Linked DNA regions of Pan troglodytes: region 2 is linked to region 1. Evidence: chromatin contacts called from public capture Hi-C data. All regions are on one chromosome and are shown on one strand. The core of a region is the stretch at or near the end of the contact, and the rest is flanking DNA. Distances in the headings are between cores, read along the strand shown. Region 1 overlaps NEDD9 (neural precursor cell expressed, developmentally down-regulated 9). Region 2 overlaps LOC104006719 (a long non-coding RNA gene).

Region 1 (5,562 bases), core at 790-3,289:
TAGTATGAGGCAGTTATTCTTATCCCTATTTTACAGACAATGCTGTAAAATGAGGCTTAGAGAGCTTAACTTGCCTAAGGTCACAGAGCTATAAGCCATAAGGAACAGAAATGCCTTTCTTCAAAGCCCATGCTCTATCATGTCTCTAACCCAAGAGCATAAAACACCAAGTCTTGGCCCCCTCAAAACTTCACAGACCCTAGATCATGTTTTTCATTCAAGGACTTTTTGATCAATCTGCCTCTACATACAAATAGAGGGTGGGTCTCTCATATTCAGTGGGGTTTACTTAAAACTAAACAGGCCCAGTAGGCAACCTATCTGAGTTACAGGTATCCTTTAGATAAGGATTTGATTGAAAGAGGTCAATAAGTAAGGTAGTGCTAACAGAGTAGGGCAGAGGTGAAAAGCATAACAGCCTATTTTAGGGATTATAGGATGGTCCAGGAGACACAGGTTTCAGAGTTTGATTGTTTAAACAGAGTGGATGGCTGAGGAGACTTTACTAGCGGGACTGACAGGCCGCTCAAGTCATGTAAACGCAAAGAGAGAGGCAGATGAATGGGGGCAGTGAGGGACCAAGATTTCCCATAGCAGAGTCTAAGGAGAAGGACAAATGAGGGCTACAGAATGTGCATTAAAGGTGTCACATCTGTGTGTGGGGGGCGAGGGGGCAGCGGTAGATAGGTGCGGGTGGGGGGCCTGGGGGGTAGGGGGTTGGAAGTAAGACCTACGGAAGTCAGTATTAAAGAAGCATAAGGAAAGCCTGAAAAGAAGAAGAAGAAGAAAAAAGGAGAACCAATGAGGTCATAAAAGCACGAAAGTGGGAGGGAATTTGCAAAAAGGCCGGGCGCGGTGGCTCACACCTGTAATCCCAGCACTTTGGGAGGCTGAGGCAGGTGGATCACCTGAGGTCAAGAGTTCGAGACCAGCCTGACCAACACAGTGAAACCCATCTCTATTAAAAATACAAAACTTATCCAGGCATGGTGGTGGGCACCTGTAATCCCAGCTACTCAGGAGGCCGAGACAGGAGAATCACTTGAACCCAGGAGGCAGAGGTTGCAGTGAGCTGAGGTGGCGCCACTGCACTCCAGCCTAGGCGACAGAGTGAGACTTGATCTCAAAAAAAGAAAAAAAGAAAAGTGGAGAGGAAGGTGTTTTTTTCAGAAGACTGGAGTGAAGGGAGAGACAGGGAACCACTGAATTCTGAGAACAGAACTGACGTGTATTCCAGCAAGGAAAGGATGCTAAAGGAATCCTTGGTATGTTACGCACTGTGCAACTTGCTAAATTTGGTATTATCAGGCACCTTCAGTTCTCTAAAGGCTTTTATCTCTGTGTAGGTAAGCCATTTAGCTCTGCAAATGGGTTTGCTAAATAAAAAAATAAATGCATAAATACATAAATAACCAAGCTGATATTTTTCAAACCATGTTTTAGTGATTTTAAATCCATAGATCTCATACAAGGTTTAAAAAGGAAAAGGACAGGAGTCCTACATTTGGATTGGTTGCAAAAATCATATAGAGAAAAATAAAGCATTTTAAACCAAAATATCAAAGCAAGGAAATAATTGGGAATTTTATAGGTTATGCATGACCATATTGACTAAATTAAAGATCCTCTGTCATTATTTTCCTCAGTCTTGCTTGAGAAAATACAAATACTTTCAAAGTCCTTTCCAAACCGTTTCACAGCACACAGGTTCTCCTTTCCCTGACCTACCCCATTCAACCAGAACACAGGACTCTGACTTTCAGAATGCAGCTTTCTTAATGGCATTGTAAGTTCCGTCTGTAATTTTTCTTCAGTCAAAACGTTAAAGAATGAATTTGTTGTATGGTAGACGAGATAAATAATTTAGAATTTTAATGTAGGCACGTAAGGGCTCAGAAATTTGGCAAAACCACAAAAGCGTCTCTGCTCAGCCATTAGCGGCCAGGCCAAGGGGCCGCTGAGCCCCCGCCAGGGCTGGGCCTGAGGTGGGCGGGGCCTCGGGCCTGGCAGGCACAAACGGGGCGGGGTCTCGGGGCTTCTGCTCAAACACAGCTGCGCAGAGACCCTTCCATCACCCTCCTGGCAAACAGCACAGCCATACACCTCCAGACCCTCAGGAGGGAGCCTTCACTGGGTAAGCAAACCAAGGCCATCGAGGCAACCACCTAACCCCGCCAGCCCCCGCCCAATTAAGAACATGCTCTGTATATGATGGGAATTTTGTAGAAAATTCTTAATAAATGAAGCCCCCGTAATTTACTATCACATAACCACAGACTGAATCCCTTCTAAGAGAAATGGAAAATTAAGTACATATGACAGTGACTGCAACCTTCCTGTGGACAAATAACATACAGGGAAATAAAGACAGATTAGATACGTGCTAACCAGAAATGTCTGTCCGGAGTAATAGCTTACATTCCACAGTTCTCAGGATTACTGCAAGTACCTTGCTGCCTGGCCTGAAGCTATGTATATTAAGTGCAAAATAAGTGAAGGTTTGTTGTTCCGTAGTTGTGATCCCTGGGGCAGCCAAACCAGATAATCAGGTTAACAACGACAATCTTATAGGGCCTGATTCATAAGTCTTTCAGTAAACATTTTAAGGTTTGTGCTAAATTTACAGTGCATAGAGCAATATAGTATTTTAGAGATAATTTCTGTCTCTGGGATTTTACCATCTAATAATTATCTGGTTTTACTACCTAAGTGGCTCAAATTAAACAAATAACTGCCAAACATGCATTTCATTTTGCTTTGTAGAGTTACTATCTTAAAAAGAAATTATCCTGCAGGAATACTTGGGATGAAATAGTCTTAAACTTTCTGGGAGAAGAAAACACTGGCCATATTTTAGAGAGGTCAACGATAGTTCTTTCTCTTTCTCTTAATAGTGGTTAAAGTCATGAGTTCTGGAGCCAGATCGCCTTAGTTCTAATCCCAGCTCACCACTTTCTAGCTGTGTGGCATTAGATAAATTACTTAGCCTCTCTGTGTCATTTGAAATTGAGTATAAAAATAATACCCACCTTGTAGAGCTATTGGGAGAGTTGAATATGACAATCTTGTGTTGTCACAGTAAGTCTCAATTAATGTTACTTCATTACTTTTGTGTCTCTCCTCTACTTACAATAACAAAATCCTTTCCTGAAGTAAAGTTGTTCATTATTAACTAGAGAGAAAGAAAACTTTATAAAAAAGGAAAGTGGATTTCTTCAGCTATTGGTTGATTTAATAGTCATCATAGGGCATAAGTCATTTGTTCGGTCGGAGAAGTTAGCTTTTTTGCTGGTGAAGGTGCCTACAAGGTAATAAAAATCATGTATTTACATCATTTGGCAAGGTGTTCAACACCAGTAAGGCCCAGTGGAGAAGCAGGTTTCTCCATGAATGCCAATCGCAGTTTACGCTGTCAGTCACTTTATCAGTTGCCTTTAGATTTTCTTTCCATAAAGAGTAAAGCTAAACACGATGAGATCATTGAATAAAAGTGACTTGAGACTTTGTCACTTTCGTCACTTTCTAGATTACAGCACTCAATGTTAATTTCAGCCATTTATACTTTCCAATAATAGACATATGAACATACTCTCTCTTTTTTCTGCAAGCCAGTTCTTATTCAACAACAGGGAAAGGAAGAGCAAAAAAGTCACTCCAGGCTGAGTAATATCTGGTCCTATCATTGTTCTAAATAAGGAAATATGGGGTGAGCCACTTTAAGAAAGATAACTTTCCTGCCAAGTAGAGGGATTTGTTTCTGGTTGCATCCTAAAGTCAAATATTAATAGTCTTCAGGATGACCCTTTCCTCTGATCTTCCCTACTGATGAAGATAATAGAAAGCTGATGAAACGGAAATAGCTGATACCTGTGTCTTCAGACAGTGGTAACGTAGGCATTACTATAAAGACTTTTGACATTTAGACTTAAAGCTTTTGAATAAGATTCATAGTTTTTGAACAAAAGCTTTATTACTGAGGCTAGTCAGTGGCTATCAGTTAGACCAAGTATTTACAACCTTACATCAAAAAAGGATGGACCAGAAAAATTTAGAAAAAAAGCGAAGTAGCTTCCAGCTAGTGTACAGTTAATATAAATTGTCAATCCACAAGCCTAGCACCCTTGCCCAAATCCATCTTAATAATAACACTTTTGTTTAAAATAGCATAAAATAAAATAGTAGCACTAGCACTCATGTCTATTCATCATTCAAGAAAAATTCATGTCCAATTCATTGCAGTCTGCTTTCTTTGTGTCCCCTGGAAGCTGCTTGCCTCCTTAGATGGGAGTGACTTAAAAGAAAAAGGGGAGGGGGGAATATACGGAGCAAGTCAAAAATCCTTTTGGCAAGAAAAATCCACAAACAATGGTGTAAAATGCATTGGAAAATAATGCTGCTGAAGTACTATGACTATGACACTCTGTAAGCTTTCAGGCACAGTGAGCCAGCCTGAGCCTTCGCACTCTCACCCCATTCAAACTCCAATAAAAATGTTTTCAAGAAATGGCTCATACTTATTTATTCCTACATCCAATATAACATAAGGATGTCAAAATTTTCCATCCTCAGCTGTGTAATCTGGGCTTTTAATTTCTCCCACCAAAAGTGCATATGGCATACTCCTTCCGAGACCAAACGATTAAAGCAAAGTCTGGAAAACTTTGCACTAAGAGCCAGTCTGAGACAGACTATGCAGTCCTCATTCCTCTCTTATTACAGTTCCCCAGGGCAGTGGAAGCCAGGCCTAAGGAAGCCAATGAGACTTGAGCCAATGCCTGCCGCGATTCAAGTCAGACACCCTCTGATCTCCAGTGGCTGCTGTGAAGCGGCTCCAAGTCTTAACTTCTCACCGAGGTATTTCGCCCGGCAACTTTCAGAGCAGATGGACTCGGGTGTACTGTGAACCCCTGGAGTGGGTCTCAAAGACCGGGTCTCTGCTTGCTTGCCTGCTTGCATGTCAACCTCAGTGACCGAGACTCATCTTAGAACTCTCCGGGACACACAAGGGACTGTCACAGTAAGGAACACGCATACACAAGCACACACCCGCAGGCACAGCTTTCAGCTTGCAAGGAAACCTGTAAAAGGCACTCTCTTACCTTATACTTCATTTCGGCAGCGGTGGGTTGAGCCGTTTTCCTACACTAGTTAAGACAGCATTAAGCGCTGCGGTGCCCGCCCCTCCATTGAGTGCAGCGCTAGATGAAAGCGAGAAGGTCCCGGGCAGAGCCGCTTGTCAGTCGCAGCGCCTCCCTAAAGTCTCTGAGCTCACTGTTGTGACTGAGGCAGGCTGATCGCGGACCTCATTTGCATGCCGCCCCGCCATTGGCTAGTGGGACAAGGTAATGCTCAGGCCCTGCCCACCCCTAATTCTGAAAAACTGACAAAGAACTTGTAATGTGATCGCTTCTTTTTGCTTTATCAGACGGTGGAAAATAAAACAGAAAGTGGGGAACCGTCTTGAACCTTACTCTGTCCTCCCGCCCCCGCCAAAAAAGAAGACAGAAAGAGAAAGAACAGGAAAAGGAGATACATTCTTTTTAAGATTAACCCAAATTTTAA
Region 2 (6,294 bases), core at 1,204-3,703, 270 kb after region 1:
ATGTGTCCAGTCACATGTTTAGTAGAGACATTTCAGGATGTAATTTACATAGTCATCAAACTGTGAGCTACACACCAGCTTTGTAGGTTTGGGTTTAAAGTTGCTTGAACAATCCAAGGTCAGTTTGGGAACTAGCATGGGCTGAGCCTGCTAATGTGGGTGCATCGGAGGTGCAAGGGCAATAGGGTGGGCTTACCATGGTATGTTATTTGCCTGAGGAGTGAATGCCTTATAAGGAAGAAGTCATCCCCAGGTAGAGTATACAGATCTGGGCCACAAAACATGGTTTTTCGTCATTTTTGGAGAGACTGGGTGGTACGAATGGCTGCTCATACTGCTGTATGCCTGACCAGGCCCTCATAGACATGATAAAGGACCCTAAGGAGATGAGCCCCAAGAAGACAGCCTAGCAATGGAGGATAATAGTCACAGGGACAGAGGCTGCCTCCCTGCCTACCTCATCACACTCTAGCCACTGCACTGACAGGCTACCAAGTGCATGGAATGAGGTCATGGCCATTTGTGGGAAGTGCTTAGTAGTGACCTGAAAATCCTGCTGTCAGTATCAGTGACTGTGGGACCCAGCCAAGTACCCTCTAAAGAGTTGCAGCAGGCTTGTCACCATGGCTACTGTGGATTCACAAGGCTGTTTTGAGGATCCAGGGGAACTTCTCGAGAGCATGTGCACAATTGTCCCTGGGAATTTCCGAAACTAGCTGGGAGAGATTGGAGATGTTCTGAGGCTCTCATGCTCCACAATTTGTGGTTAAGCCAAAGAAGACAGCCTTTGCCAGTATTAGTGTGTCAAAGAAAAATATGTTACGTATACATTCTATGAGCACAAAGTGATGAGACAGGGCCATAAGTTAAGCATGGGAATCAGTCTCATCCCTGACAGACACACATTACGTAGGAACATGATTCTACTGATTTACCATATAATTGTGTTTGGCTTTCTTTTGTGTTAGTCCCAGCATAACATAGATAGGGTTTGAGCTGATCACGCCTTACTTGAGCTGATCACACCTTACTTTCTCCCTCAGTTCTTGTGGTTAATTAGCAAGATGACAGGTCAGCTAGGGTATGGGTGGAGTCAAAGTTGTAGGATACCCTCAGAAAATCAGCTCTTCAGAGTTCAAGCTGCCTCCATCCTTTCTGACATTTGATTTATCCCCTACCAGGCTATGAAGCCTTGACTTTATAGTATAAACCTCTAATCAGATAAGCGGATCACAAAACCATCTTTATTCTCAAGACCACTGCTCTATTGCCCTAACCATCCTTGAGCCATCTCAGGGTAGAGGCATCAGCCTTCAGGAGTTACATAGGCACTGGCAGATCATCATAATAAGGACGGGTTGCCAACCTGCTCAGGTTACAGTGAATGCTGATGGGTAGAGTCTGCTTTGAATTTCTCAGACAAGAGGCAGATACAATGTATTTGGTTCACCCAATTCATTTTAAGGGATTTGGTTCCCAGATTTCCTGCAATCGGAATCATGGCCCATTTTCACAGCCACTAGAGCATTAAATTCGTGTATACAAAATAAAGGCCTAGAAAACATGTAAACCTAAAAATGTTTAAGCTAAAATGGTGGTACAGATGTTATCTGAGTCCCATAAATCAGTATTCAGAAATATTGTCTTACCGTCAGAAGCAAACAGCAAACAGAGACTTGCATTACCTATGTGTCTAGATAATGGCAAAAATTAAGTACAGTATTGTTTAGAAATCATAGGCTGGCAGATCTCTTTTCCTTTTCAGGGTTTAAAGAAAACATAACCTTCTCTGTTGCATTTAACAAAGGAAAAAAAAAAAGGATTTTCTTGTTTTTTGTGTGCACACCCTGCCTAGGGATGAGTTATTCATCAAAATAAGCTTTCTTGTGTTTTAGAATTTGAGAATTTAGAATACTGAGCATTCTCTAACACATCGCCCTAAACATGCTAGTTTGATTCTGAAGCCTTTTTTCCATTTTGTCAAGTTCACCCTCTGAAAGGGACAGTGAAAAATTAGGGGTTGGCTCCACCTGGTGCTTTGATTAGAAAATTACACCTCCATGTATGAGGGCTGTCAACGGACAGTGTGCCCTCTTGCGCACGGAAACAGTAAAAATACTACATAAATACTACTTGAAAATACTAAAACTACCCCAAAAGAGTGACCAGTTAACTCACTTTCCATGCAGGGTGCTAAGGACTATTTTTGTATGGTTGTTTTAGTGTCTATTGCTATGGAACAAATCATCTTAAAATATAGAAGCTTAAGACAACAAAATCATTTATTATCTCCCACGGTGTCTGTGGGCCAGGAATTCAGAAGGAGCTCTGTCGGGTGGTTCTGCCTGGAGGCTTCTTTCACATGAGATCGCAATCAAACAGTACTTGGGGTTATTGTAAAGCCTCATTCGCTCCCGTGTCTGGTGTCTGAGCTGGTAAGACGACAGGCTGGGGTGGGAGCTTCTCTCTGTCTCTATGTAGTCCCTCTCTAGGGTTTCTCAAGCATAGCCAGACTTGTTTCATGTTGGCTCAGAACATCCAAGGTGGTGTCCCCAGAAAGAGAGCCAGCAGGAAGCTGTGTTGCTTTTTATGATCCAGCCTCAGAGGTCAGGAAATGTCACTTCTGCTGTGTTCTGTTGATAGAGGTAATTGCAAACGTCTACCCAGGTTCACGGGAAGGGAACACAGCCTCCACCCCTCAATACAGGAGTGTCAGTGTCATGTCAGAAGAAGAGCATGTGGGATGGGATATATATTTGTGCATCATCTTTGTAAAAATACAATCAACCACAATTGTTTTATTTAATCATCCTTCACCCTAAATGAAGTTGCTTCGATATATCATTATCCCAATTTTACATTTACGTGAAAGCAGAAGGAAACATTAAAGATCTTCTTACGCCCTTTCAGTGTCATACTAGAGCATTGCCTAATAAGCCATCAAAAGTGTCATCTGTACACGATTCTCAGTCTTGGCACTATTGAAATTTTGGTCTGGGTAATTCTTTGCCGTGGGGGCTGTTCAGGGCATAATAGGTCACTTAGCAGCATCCCTGGCCCCTGCCCACCAGATACCAGTAGCACACCTTCATCCCTTTAGTTGTGATAACCACAAATGTCTCCAGACATTGTCAGATATCTCTGGGGTGAGGAGAGGGCAAATGTTCCCCCAGTTGGGAAGTTTTACAGGAAGAAAGTTACTTTGATTATTTGCTATTGATGAAGGTGAGACTCTTGTAAAGTTAATGTTAACTTGTGGAAGATCATTATGTTGCAATTCATTTCTGTCCAGTAGGAAATATAAATCCTACAGATTATAGTTTTGTTGTTTTATAATTTACCAGTTTCAATTTAACTTGCAATCTTATTCCAGCATTCTTTTTGTTCATTGACTATATATAGTAATTTTTCTTCTCCTTCTTCATTCATTGATAAGTTAAATAAACCTTTGTCACATGTGTGCATACACACACACACACACACAAACGCACACACACACCAGCTCCTTGGCAGAATGCAGAGTGAGAATTCTCTCCAATATGGGGATATGGAGCTATTATGATCTCCCTTCAAGAAAGAACTTGCAGATTAGCTGTGAGGGTGCAGTTAGGTGATGGCCTTGGTTGCAGTGCCTCTGGTTGCTTAGCCACAGCAGTTGAGCTGAGGCCATGCTTTTCCTAGGCAGACCTTTAACAGCTAATGAGCACAGTGGGCGTGCCAGGGCCTGGCCCTTTCTGTTCATCATGGAACTTCTCCAACAGGCAGCCTTTGCTCTGGAGCTCTCTGTTGGGCTGGCTGAGACTTTTGCAGGACAGCACTGCAGTTTGAGACTCTTCCTAACTAACCCTCCTTCTCCCTCCCCTTTCACAGGTGACAGACCTGCATCTCTAGCCTTTTTGTGCTTCAGGCACAACTCAAAGCTGCCAATAATCATGTTGCCCAGTTTGTGAGCTGGAACTGCAGTCTTTTTGTTTTTTTGAGACGGAGTCTGGCCCTTTCGCCCAGGCGGGACTGCAGTGGCGCTATCTTGGCTCACTGCAAGCTCCGCCTCCCGGGTTCACACCATTCTCCTGCCTCAGCCTCCCGAGTAGCTGGGATTACAGGAGCCTGCCACCGCGCCTGGCTAATTTTTTTTGTATTTTTAGTAGAGATGGGGTTTCACCGTGTTAGCCAGGATGGTCTCAATCTCCTGACCTCGTGATCCGCCCTCCTCGGCCTCCCAAAGTGCTGGGATTACAGGCGTGAGCCACCACGCCTGGCCTGGAACTGCAGTCTTAAAAGTGTGGCATGAGTTGCCTTCAGAACCCAAAGAGGCCTACCAGGCACTTCTTTTTTGAGGTATGAGATATAAGATGCAGCAATTTATCGTTTGCTTTGGAGGGAATATTCCAGCATGAACCTGACCACTGGATTCCTTAAATCCTCATTCATCTTTTCCTCTCTGGAGCATGAGTGTTTTACCAAGACCTCCAGCATACTAGCCACCTCTTGCTTCTTCTGGCCAATGAACATGATGTCATTGATGCAATGGATGGGTTTGATGTTCAGTGGGTTCAGGTGATCTAGATTATTTCAGACTATTATGGCAAAGGGCAGCTGAGTTAAGATAGCTCTGAGGCAAAGCAATAAATGAATATTGGAGTCTGTCCACGTGAATGTGAATTGTTCCTGATCTTTTTTTCTAATATGGATAGAAAAGGCACATTCACCAAATAGACAACCACATGCCACGGGCCTGCGGCCTGTTTAATGTGCTCCAGCTGTGATCCCACCTCTGGCACAGCAGCTGCAGTCGACCACCATGTGATTGAAACTGTACTCATCTGTTGTCATTCTTCAGAGTCCATCCACTTCCTGCTGGGGGAGACTAGCAATTAAAAAGAGATATGATAGAGACAACCAATCCCTATTTTGTATTTACCATCTTGCCTGGGGGACAGTTTCGGAGTTTCCATTTGGCCTCTCCCACTATGATAGCACTTCCTCACTGACCAAGGAACAAATATAGGGTTTACTCCAACTGCCAAGTACATTCATTCCAGTGATACATGGAAAAGGAGAAATGCTTCCTGGGTGAGTCTACAGGTTCTGTGGGCCCACTCTGTGCCAGACTCAGCTAGGACTCCATTCATTACTTGATTCTTATAAGGCCCCACTTCAACAAGGGGTCCAGGTGTCAAGGTCAACTCGGAACTTGTGTGCAATAGTCTAGACCTTCCCTTTCCCTGGCATACAGTCACCCAAGCAAATGGTCGTGGGTCCCTTTAGGGAAGGATGGGACAAGTCATCTCGATATAAACTTGTTGCAGGGTACTTATTCTTAGGGACCTGGCTGTCTTTTTAGTCAATGGATTTTGGACCTGAAAATTGGCTCAGTTCCTAGAATTGAGGAAAGTATCCTGACTTTTTACTGGGGCAATTGCGGTCAGCCTCTTGCCCCTCCTTTCTTGCCTTTTCTCGTTGTAGATGTTAAGCATCAGCCTTGTCTGCCCTTATCTCTTTTGCCTGTGGGAATGCCAGGCTCCAGTATCCATCCCTCCACCTCCTTGAAGGTCAAGCCCCTTTGATGCCTCTGATCTTCCCGGTCGTTACAGTAACTGTGGACTCCGGGTTTCTAGTGGTTAAGCTTGGCCACTTGGTCTCTCATTCTGAGGCCTTACTATCCTCATGAATATTAATTACCTAGCTCTGTGACAGCAACCACTGAACATAGATGAGGCCTGATGTTTTGGCGAATGGGCCTTCCTGTGGGACATACCCCTCTGGCTAGTGTCCAGGTTTCACATAATACATCCATTCTAGCACATCTCACCTCTTTATGCTTTCCTCTAGCTTCTGCCAGGGAAACTCAGGCATTTGCACTGAGTCATTGGCTCGGGGGAGCTGGCAGGAAGCATGGATTTAGCATAAAGGTGGTGGTGCGTCACAAAGGACAGCAGTTGGGCCGTAAGTCAGTTATGCTTCTGAAGCAGCAGACCAACGTGGTGCATTTTCATGACTGCCACATATGCAAAAGCATGACATGTATGATTTATTTTAAAAGAACCACCCTTGTGGAAACAACACTGGGCAAAATCAGTAAAATACTGACTTTATACACACTGTCATTTTAAGAAAAATAAAGAGAGATAACATTTATTGAGCATTCATGATATGCCAGGTGCTCTATTAGACACATATTGTAACATTACCTCATTATGCAGTTATTATTATCAGTCTCATTTTACAAATGAGCAAGAGGAATACAATGTAACTAAAGAAACTGCTCAAATTTACATAGTAAGTAAAGAGGAA

What was found. Capture Hi-C pulls out chosen DNA fragments and counts their contacts.
Region 2: a capture Hi-C map of stem cell-derived neural stem cells shows a contact between it and region 1, with 3 times the contacts expected there. The contact joins two enhancer-like sites. A contact is called at or near these places in 1 of 7 Hi-C or Micro-C datasets (stem cell-derived neural progenitor cells), 1 of 1 datasets of contacts at active chromatin or transcription factors (stem cell-derived excitatory neurons) and 1 of 1 other capture datasets (stem cell-derived neural stem cells).

What each region holds. Positions count from the first base shown.
Region 1 is chr5:17,173,777-17,179,338 of NHGRI_mPanTro3-v2.0_pri, forward strand. All of the region lies in intron 2 of NEDD9 (neural precursor cell expressed, developmentally down-regulated 9), which reads right to left. Among named protein-coding and RNA genes, the nearest start is that of ERVFRD-1, 120 kb to the left of the region's middle. Within about 2 kb of position 2,040, at least 9 of the 24 cell types and tissues checked have an H3K27ac peak or open chromatin away from gene starts, as enhancers often do. A contact at or near this core is called in stem cell-derived neural stem cells, where this site is marked.
Region 2 is chr5:17,443,393-17,449,686 of NHGRI_mPanTro3-v2.0_pri, forward strand. The region is part of intron 3 of LOC104006719 (a long non-coding RNA gene); the gene reads left to right. Among named protein-coding and RNA genes, the nearest start is that of TMEM170B, 39 kb to the right of the region's middle. Within about 2 kb of position 2,454, at least 4 of the 24 cell types and tissues checked have an H3K27ac peak or open chromatin away from gene starts, as enhancers often do. A contact at or near this core is called in stem cell-derived neural stem cells, where this site is marked.